2 separate regions of the Mus musculus genome follow, and region 1 is linked to region 2. A link is a contact called in public HiChIP or PLAC-seq data. All regions are on one chromosome and are shown on one strand. Each heading gives the region's core, a stretch centred on a gene start, on an enhancer-like site or on the middle of the called end of the contact. The rest is flanking DNA. Distances are from core to core; before and after follow the strand shown. Region 1 overlaps Bcl11b (B cell leukemia/lymphoma 11B). Region 2 has its middle 220 kb from the start of Gm33236.

Region 1 (4,925 bases), core at 1,039-3,538, 550 kb before region 2:
CAGGAGAGGGATGGAGGCGGGGACCCAAGGTCAAGGGCGGGAAGGCCGCCTGCCTTGCGGCCCTTTGTGCACAGGCCGCCCCTCCCCCCACCGCTCTCCCCCTCTGCCCACCGTGACTGCGCCAAGTCGAGTGACCCCTGACTAGGGGGATTGTATTTCAGAAGCTGCTGGAAGCTGCCATTGGCCTCTTCCCTGAAGCCGCCACTGCGAGGGGCAGATCTCACAGCCCTTGTGACTTTTGTCCTGGCTCCTGGGGCCACTCAGGGACCCTCTCCCCCGCTCTCACTTTTGCGGACGTCGATCAGATGGGATCTTAAGCTCACCTTGGCCTAAGGATCCAGGTGAGCCCGGAAGGCCGGGGCCTGAGTTCTCTCCTGCAAACTTGAGTTCCTGCAGGGCAGCCAGGCTTGCCCCATAGTGGGAGATCAGGACCTCTTGTTTCTTTGAAACACTCGGGGACAAAAGTTTTCTCAATTGTGCGGGAATGGGACCCGCCACTGGGGTCGATCGGAACGCATAGGATTACTGGGAATAGAGTCAGCTCCCTAATCAACCTTTGCCACTTCTCTTACCACACCGCTAGAGAGAATTTGTATGCAAATGTTATCTTGCTAGAATTTCTGGTCCTGTGTCTTAAAAGTTGGCCTCGTGGTTGAAGCTCTCCCAGAGCTGGAAAAACAGTACCCAAAAACCGTGTGTTGTTTGCCTGTGAATTTGCCTTACCTGAGACATCGTTTGCAGCATAGGATTGGGCCCAATTCTCTGTTCTCCATTTTTCAGAAATAGGTCTGAGCTAGACTGAATCGATACATTATAACAGTAGGTAGGCAAGGTGGTTTAAAAAATGTGTGTCCACGTGCACTTAAAGTTTGGGCCTGATGGTAGGCTGTGCCTTCTGCCCTGTCTGGGTTCTGTGTCAATAATACCTTCCTGGTATTTTGAGAGAAAGTTGATCTTCAAAAGAAAAAAACAAAACAAAAAAACCAAAACGCACAGGTTTAGCTAATCCAAACTTGGAGCAACTGGCTTTTCTGATGGAGTCTAAAGGTACTTGTCAATTTATTTGTTGAAAAGCCTTGGGGAGGAGTAAGTCCTTCTCTGGAACGGAAACCCGCCAGTCCTGGACAGGAAGGGTTTCTCTCTGCCCGAACTTGCTCCTGGATTTCTCAGACGTCCATTTATGACAGTTCCAACAAGACAGAAACTGCCTTTGGATATCTGTAAATACGGCTAAAGATCACAACCCTGCCTTCAGAGTGGGCTGGGAGGAAAAGGCCAGTTCTGTGTCGGATTAATAGTTATGTACCTGGGTTCCTTTACAGAAGGAAAGATGAAACACCGTGTGTGTGTGTGTGTGTGTGTGTGTGTGTGTGTGTGTGTGTGTTCTTCCCAGTCAAGGGAGATGAGCATCCAGTGTCTTTGGAGGCTAGGTGTGTGAGAGAGAGGAGGAGGGTTCACAGTTCATACTTAATGGCCACCATCCCAAGGAGAAGGCCAGCTAACCACTTGTGCTTTCCTTACTTTCCTTACTTTGACAACTCAAAAGGAATTTTAAAAATTATACATGATTCTCCCTCACCTCGATTTGAGTTAAGCCTTAAGGCCTCACAGTGGAAGGCTTTCCTCTAGGGCTGATGCATCGAGCACCCCCATCCCCGCCCCTCTTCTATCCCCCCTCCCCCATCCTTCGAGGTAAGGGTGTGTAGATCTTTCTTGCCTCGGTGCCAGTGTTAGAGTGACAGAGCGCTGCCTGGCTATGAGGTCCTGAGCCCTGAGCTGTGTCCTCAGGGCACAGGTGGCTTGGCTTGGCTTTGTTCAGGAGCCGTGTGTGGGAGGTGTGCATAGAAATGGAGCCCTCCGTCAGCTGGATCTCCTGGCAGTTCAGCCACTGGGGTCGGTAGCTGAAGCGGCGGCGCCTGCAACAGCACCCCTGCCCACCCCCTTCACTTTCACTGCTTGGAGAAATCTCCGTGTTCCTGTAGGCTTTCCCACAACGCCGCTCCCCTTGATGGCACTGCTTAGGCATTTGATAAATATTTGTTGCTTTTGGAGCATCAGGTGTTACCTCAGGGTTTAGGCACTGGGGTGGAGTCTGTCTGGGACCTTTGACGCACAGCCTGGCCTATCCTTTAAAGGTCCAGGGCCATCCAGTCCCTCAGCTGATGCCTGTATCTGTAGAATGGGGATGTGTTTTTTTTTTACTAACCAGTCTCCATCTATATAGGAGCATAAGCGAGTGGAGCGAAGCTACGGCTGATTTCATAGACATCATACCAGCGAGACTGTTATTGTTTGGGCCCTGGGGGCGGGGTGACTAATTTGCAAAGAGGAAAGGAATCCAACAGCTGCTTGTATAGGGTGTTGTTTTTAATGCGAAGAGGAAGCATTTGGGGGCTTTGGGGAGAGGCTTACGGCATACCACAAGGAAACGCCCCTCCCCCACCTCCATTCACTTCAGAGGCCCTTCTCTGTAGCTCCCCACTTCCAGCTCCTTATTTTTTGGGAACGTGAAGAGATTCATTATCTTAATACCTAGTGGTGTTGCTGTTACCCTGACCTGAACACCCCAGAACATGTCCTCTTCCCCTCCTGATACTAGGTTCTGGCCGCGGAAGGGTAGGGAGCGAGATGGGGGTGAGGGTGTGTATGTGTGTGTGTGGGTATAGGATACAGACTTGGGTGAAATGTATACAGCAGGCAGCCTTCAAATGTGTAGTCTTGCTCAATGCAGGTGAAAAGGAACTCGGATCTGGCTTTCCTTTCTCTGCCGCCTCAAAGCTCTCAGAAATTAGCATCTGTACCCATTGAGTCCGCAGCTGGTGGCTATGAAATGGTACCTTCCTTCACTAGGGAGAAGCCGGTCTCCAGTGGCCTGCAGGGGGCCAATGTTTTACCTTTTTTTTTTTTTTCTTTCTTCAGTTTTTATATTCAAAGAAGCTTGGTTTCTTTTCCCTCTGCCAATGCTGGGTGACCCGAATCCAAGTTTTAATAATAACCTCTTGCTGGACCCGAAGGCTCCAGGCTAATTCTGCTCTTTAGGTCTGCTGACCTTGCTGTGCATCTGATGTGTTTGTCAGCTTCGGTTTGGGATGGGGTGAATGCGTGTGCACCCTCAGAGTTCCTGTTCCACCCGCTGGACTGGAGGTGGGTGGGTGGGGGATCGCAGATAGAAGTAGAAGACTAGATCTGTACCGTACCGGAGGGTAGGCTTGCAGCCAGGCGTGTGGCACCTGTAATTGAATCCGGACCTGCGTTCCGTGCAGGCCTGCAAGGATGCGAAAGGGAGGTATCGAGGTTCTAGGCTCTCTCTGTGGCTGAATCTGGCATGAAACCGTCTTCTGACTCCGTGGAGCCCAAATGGTGTGTGGAGAAGCCAGGGAGCAGCAGAGAGCCTAGAAGCCCGTGCACGTTCTGTTTGCACGAGTCGGCTCTTGCATCTTTTGTTAGTGGCGGTTCCTTAATTAACCCGCGGATTAGGGCTGCCTTCTTTTGACACGTACATATATTTTGGGGGTATAATATTCTTGTTCTCCTCAAACTCACAACCGGAACCGCTCAGGAGCCTCCCCAGGGAGCTATGGCCTCTTCTCTCCCTCTTGTCTTCCCAGCTTTTCCCTTCCTGTTCCCCTCCTACCCACCCTTCCCTTCAACCCAAGTGGGCTTGTAGCTGAGTGGAGGACGGGCGTGCTACACACAGCTAAATAAATCATGTTTACGCTTGGCGTTCTTGGTAGTGAAAAAGCTGTTGGCTGTTTCCACTTCCGTATTTCTCAGCATTTGCTTCCTACCTGTTTTTGAGTCCGTGCCCAGAAATAGTAGTTTTGTCAAATGAGGGGATAATGCCAGCCAGCCTTCCCTGCTGCCAAAGAAGCTGATGGATTTTGCAAAAACAGAGTGACGTTTTTTTAGTGACACCGATTTCCCCCCCTGCCCCCTCAAAGAAATTAGGGTGTAGAATAAGGGGTATTTAAAATGCACATGGAGCAGGGGAGGGAAGGGGAGGATTCCTAGCTGCTTCTACTCGGGTTTGTAGCAGGCAAGGTTAGAGAAGGAAGGTCTGGGTTTTTGTTGTTCGATTCTCTCAGGGCAGCAGGCACCCGTAGGAGGTGTAGAGGCTGTTCTGAGCCCGGAGGAGAGCTGAGTCAAGCTCTTTTCAGTCCCAAGACTTCATTTTCTCAGATTTGGAGATACGGTGCAATGAATTTTTTTTTTCTTTCCTTCTGTTCAGTTTTGGGTCTGTTTAGTTCCGGAGGCTTTCAGAATGGTACTTGCCGAATTCTTTCTCTGAGGTACCAGTAAGGAATGTCACCCTGGGCCCGGGGTGGGAGCCTGTCTGCACCCAACTTGACAGTCAGTGGTTCTGTACAGCATGAGGTACGCAAGCCTCCCGCCTCTGCCTTTAACCCGTGATGCTGTTTTAGGGGCATGTGAAAAAGTCACTCTCGTGATGGGTCCTGTCTGCCAGGCAGAGGGCTTCCTGGGTAATCAAAGCCAACTGCAGGCTTGTGGATTAAAAAATGAAAAGAAACGATTTCAAAACCAAGCAAGTGGCAGATAAACACTCCGCTTCTGGAGGAAGGTGGGACCTGATTTCTCTGGAAGATTCCTGCAGGAATTCTGTCCATGGTCAGGCACATCAGCCCTGTTGCAAAGATGGCCAGGAAGAAAAAAAATCACAATAAAATCAAAGTAGGCATGCTATGCTTTCCCACAATTTCTGATGTAAATATTTTGTAGCAAAGATGGTATTTCCATTGAGGACTGTGCAGCCAGCATCTTTAATTACATTAAATAGTGGCACAAGTCTCAGCTGAACGTAAGCCTCCGGTTAGGTCCGCTGCCGTGGGCTCGCTAGATTGACTTGTAATCATCAATATTGCCGGTGTTAACGTGATAACCACGTTTATTAAATTTATCCCACGAAG
Region 2 (4,691 bases), core at 1,255-3,754:
CCATCAGTGATCATCAGGACACCCCGGAGGGGCTGTGGGAACAAGTCTCCAACAGGCATGACACGAGGTCATGTGGAAAGGAAAGAGATATCGGTGACTTTCTAGTTCCCCTGTGACCAGACTAGCTTTTCCTTGAATGACGAGTGTGCCTGTCAGTAGCCACATGTACATTCTGACAGCCCATGAAGCTGATCTTTTATAGAGTAACCATTTCCTATTTTAAAGGAGAAAAATGCTAGTATATTTTATAGCGAGCAATTTCAACACCAAAACCCAAAGACCTTGTTATGGGGAAGTGAGTTAGGTATTGACGAAAGATTTCTTTAAAGAGGGGTTGACTCTCTCTGTCCCTTTTTCTGGCAACTTTTGAAGTAGTTGCTGAGGATTTAAATCGCCTCTTTTGGAAAAGGGAGCTAGAATTTCGCTTCATGGTATGCCCATGCAGCACGAATTCTGACAAATCTTTGTGCTAGAGGACGTGCTCAAAATTAGAATTGTTGTTCCCCAATGTCAGTGCAGTTCTTGGCTTTTCTAACATGATAAGGGAGCTGGCCCTAACTTCCCCTGTCAAACTAAACTTGACTTTGCTTGAATAGTGTCTCAAAAGTCCCCTCTATTAGCCATGTATGTGATGACTGTGGCAAAATGCCGGACAATGTAAGAAGGAGAGTCTCACTTCAGCCCATGGCTTCAGAGACACTTCAACTGGAGGCATGGCAGAGGAGCCCCAAGGCAGCAGAAGTCTGGAGAGGAAGTTCTCCAAATGTTGGTGGACCAAGAAGCAGAGCATATGGCCAGGCTATTTATAGCCAGGCCCTGCCTCTACAGCCTTAAAGGTAGAGACACAGCTGTATTCAAAACATAATCCTGTTAAGGACATCTTGGGTTGAAGCCATTATATCTCCTGGACATCCAGTAAGACTAGAGGGGTTCAGAAACATTGATAGGATTGGACCACTGCTGGGGCTGGTGATCCACTCTGGTCTGATTGGCTTTTATTCCTTTGGTTTTAGGATTTATTTATTTATTGTATTTTATGTATCTGTGTCTGTGCACTGTGTGTATGCCTGACACCCAAAGATGTCTGAAGGGGGCATCAGAACCCCAGAAAATGGAGTGAAGGACTGTTGGGAACCACCATGTTGGTGCTTGGAACTGAACCAGGGTACTCTTCAAGAATAGCAGGCCGTCTTAACTACTGAGCCGTCTCTCCATGCCCCAGAATCACTCTTTCCATATATATCTTTGCATATGAATATTTTTATTTGAGAACATAATTCAGTTAAAATCAGGTTGCCAAAGGAGGGAATTCTGTTATGTCTATAGGAACCACACTTGTGGGAGGGACAGGAAACAGAGAAGCAACGATCATGGAACGTGAGGTTGGGATGTGCCCCTGTCCACTACACTGGAGGACCTATGTGAAGCTAGCAATCCTTCAAACTTTTTAACAGCGCTGCTAGCCATGATGAAATGTGTCAATATGATACAGTTAGCCATGAACTAGGCAACAGATGATAACAGTCTCTGTACCCCAGAAAGGTGAGAGCAGTTGACCACTGATGGTAGCTCTCTGTCTCTGTCTCTGTCTCTGTCTCTGTCTCTGTCTCTGTCTCTCTCTGTCTCTGTCTCTCTCTGTCTCTCTGTCTCTCTCTCTCTCTCTCTCTCTCTCTCTCTCTCTCTCTCTCTCTCTCTCTCTCTCTCACACACACACACACACACACAGAGTCAAAGAGAGCATGGTCCCTAAGCAGGCTCAGAGTGCAGAATGAGTCTAAAAGGTACTTTTGGTTTTTCCATTACACCCAGCAATCGACTCTCATGATAAATCATGGATTTGGGACATAGATGCAGCTCAGCTTTCCCTGAGAGATCAGAACTGCCATACAGCTGCCCCCTGACGTTTTGCTGGGAGGAGCAGGTGGAAGCGATGGCAAGTTCAGACCCTTGCTTCTCCTTCATCTTGAGGCAGTGGTCTGTACTTCAGATTCCAGAGGACGGTTTCCATTTGAACTGAGGAAAATCATTTTTGTGTCTTGAGAAAGTTTTGGATTTTTTTTCCCCTTCCTTTGGTCAGGAAGGACTTTAGAGGCCACTGTGAAAACCTAGGAAAAAAATAAAAAAGACACTTTTATGAAAGCTATCCATCAAATGTCAAGGATAATAATCAATTTTCTGTCACAATGGACTGATAAAAACTTTCAGTAATAATGTCATGGGGGAAGAATTTGTGTCAGAACTCAAAACGCGGGGCCCCGATATCAAACGATTTCATAAAAGCCCAGTACTGCTGTAGCCCTCCGAGGCATGACAAAATACAATTTCTCATCCACGGGATACAGAATAATTCCCCTTTTTTATTTTTACACTCAGAAAGGCAAAAGGAAATCTGACTTTCAAAAAAATATATATATGACACAATCCGGCTTCTGCAGGCAGGTGAGAAGTGATCACCCCGGCCGACGATATCAGACACCATTCTAGTGATTCGGCTAGCATCATGCAAATGGCTGCATAATGCCGGCTCCTCTCGCAATGTACAATCAAATCAGCATTCTAACACTACAAGCCGGTGATGAGCTTGTGAATAAATATGCAGGAGCACATAAAAAAAATCAAGGCAATCAAGAGGAGCCCGCGTCCTCACTCGGACCTATAAATCTTTGTCTATTTCAATCCTAAGGCCGGCCGAATCAGTGTAAAATCCAGAGGGGGTGTCATCAATTCCGGTTAACCTCTCTATTCCTCTTTGTGTCGGCTTAGGGGTGATGGATTGGTTTTGTCACTACTGCTCCGTTCACAGTATGTTAACATGGAAGGGTGCAGACAGGTTATGAGGAGAGGTGAGAGCTGCCCCAGACTTGACCCTTGCTCCCACACATCTGGGAGACCACAGGGGAGTACTGTATCTCTTTGTGCATGCAGGAGGCTCAGCCCATGGACCACACATGAACTTCCCTGGCATCTAGTCGTGGATTGCTGTTTTGGAGTTAAAACAGGGTATACTGGCTAGGTTTCTACTGCTGTGGTAGACACTCTGACTGAAAACAACTCAGAGGTTGGAGGGTTTAGTTCACGTTACAGCTCTTGGTCTATCATGCAGGGAGGTCAGAGCAGAAACTCAAGGCGGAACCCTGAGGCAGGAACTAAAGTAGAGGCCCTGGGTGAATGCTATTTCCTGGCTTGCTCCTGACTTCATCAATTTGTTTCCTTATATAGCCCAGGACCACCTGCCGAGGGATGACATCCTCTACAGCGGACAGAGCTTGCCCACATCAATTATCAATGAAGAGAATGCCCTGCAGGTTTGCCTACAGGCCAGCCTGAGGGAGGCAGATTCTCAGGTAAGTTTCCTGCTTCTCAGACGACTCTAGCTTAGTCAAGTTGACAAAACAAAACAGACAAACAAACAAACAAAGCCTAACTAAGACACAGGACTGTTGAGTGAGCTTTCAGTAGATGGAGACTGGGGCAATGGAAGAGAATGGCTAGAAGCCCAGATGCCTGACTGGCCCAGGGCATAGCTGCAATTCTCTGTGTTTCCCTTCCCAAGCCACGATTGTTCACCCAGTACTACTGAATTCCTCCACATTCCAGACAGAGCATGGAAGGACACTCCAGTTCCCCTGTGGCAACACCTGATGAGTTAGATCTGCACAAGGTACGCACCTATTGACCAATGAAGCAAGAGTGACCTGTGTGCTCTCATAGCCCAGGCAGGTCATGAGCTGATAGACCTAAAAGAGGAATCTTGAAGCAATCCCAGCTCTGCCATGTTTAATGAAGCACCGTTGACCACAGTCACAATGTAGAAACCATCCAACTGTCTGTGGATGGGTACATGGCAAATGAAAATGTGGTGTCCACACTGAAGAATATAACCCAGCACTGCCAGAGGAGAGAAACCAAATGTGCAGATGTGAACGAGACGTGACGGCACTGTAGCTAGCAAGGTAAGCCCCACAAAACCTGAAAGGCCACACAAACTTGTTTCATGTGACAGATGCTTAATGGTTAAGAGATGGGAAGTGGATGGTGACTGTTGTCGGGGGAGGGAGAGGGGGGGCCCGGAAGGGGAAATATAAAGTTGGTAATTAATATGTATCGAGTTTCAGTTAAGCAAGATGAAGAGGTTCCAGAAATCTGCCAAGCACCATGGAGTCTGGCATTAGGGATACCATGTTGTACCTTCAAACCTTCGCTAAGAGGGTGGATTCATGTCAAATGCTTGCTGTGGTATGGCGTGTGTGTGTGTGTGTGTGTGTGTGTGTGTGTGTGTGTGTGTGTGTATGTTGACATGAGTCTCACTATGCAGCCCTGCTTGGCCTAGAACATTCTAGCGATGTAGAGCAGGCCAGCTGGTCTGACAGAGAGCTGCCTTTCTCTGCCTGCTAGATCCTGGGAGTAGATCAAGTCCTGGCTGGATGACTTTATAACCTCATGCACTGGTCATTTGGAAAACAGGGGTTCACAAAGTTCTTCCTGGTCATACAAATGCTGGCACATCTCTCTGCACGTTACCCACACCATCTTCATTAATGTCCCCGTGGGCCACACACAAGAAGACTCTTTAAATTCTGGGAAGCCGCTCTAGTCCCAGGGGTAGAGGTGAGTGCTTCACAGTCTACCTTTTCACTTGAAAGATCTATTCTCATAACTGACAGAAAGTAAAATCACCCCCCCACACACAC

The links. HiChIP or PLAC-seq counts read pairs in DNA pulled down with a chosen protein or histone mark.
Region 1: an H3K27ac HiChIP or PLAC-seq map of SST interneurons shows a contact between it and region 2, with 5 times the contacts expected there. The contact joins two enhancer-like sites. A contact is called at or near these places in 3 of 115 datasets of contacts at active chromatin or transcription factors (SST interneurons, embryonic midbrain and forebrain).

Annotation. Positions count from the first base shown.
Region 1 is chr12:107,975,149-107,980,073 of GRCm38.p6, reverse strand. All of the region lies in intron 2 of Bcl11b (B cell leukemia/lymphoma 11B), which reads left to right. Among named protein-coding and RNA genes, the nearest start is that of Bcl11b, 26 kb to the left of the region's middle. Within about 2 kb of position 2,288, at least 38 of the 459 cell types and tissues checked have an H3K27ac peak or open chromatin away from gene starts, as enhancers often do. A contact at or near this core is called in SST interneurons, where this site is marked.
Region 2 is chr12:107,427,709-107,432,399 of GRCm38.p6, reverse strand. No RefSeq gene overlaps it. Among named protein-coding and RNA genes, the nearest start is that of Gm33236, 220 kb to the left of the region's middle. Within about 2 kb of position 2,504, at least 1 of the 459 cell types and tissues checked has an H3K27ac peak or open chromatin away from gene starts, as enhancers often do. A contact at or near this core is called in SST interneurons, where this site is marked.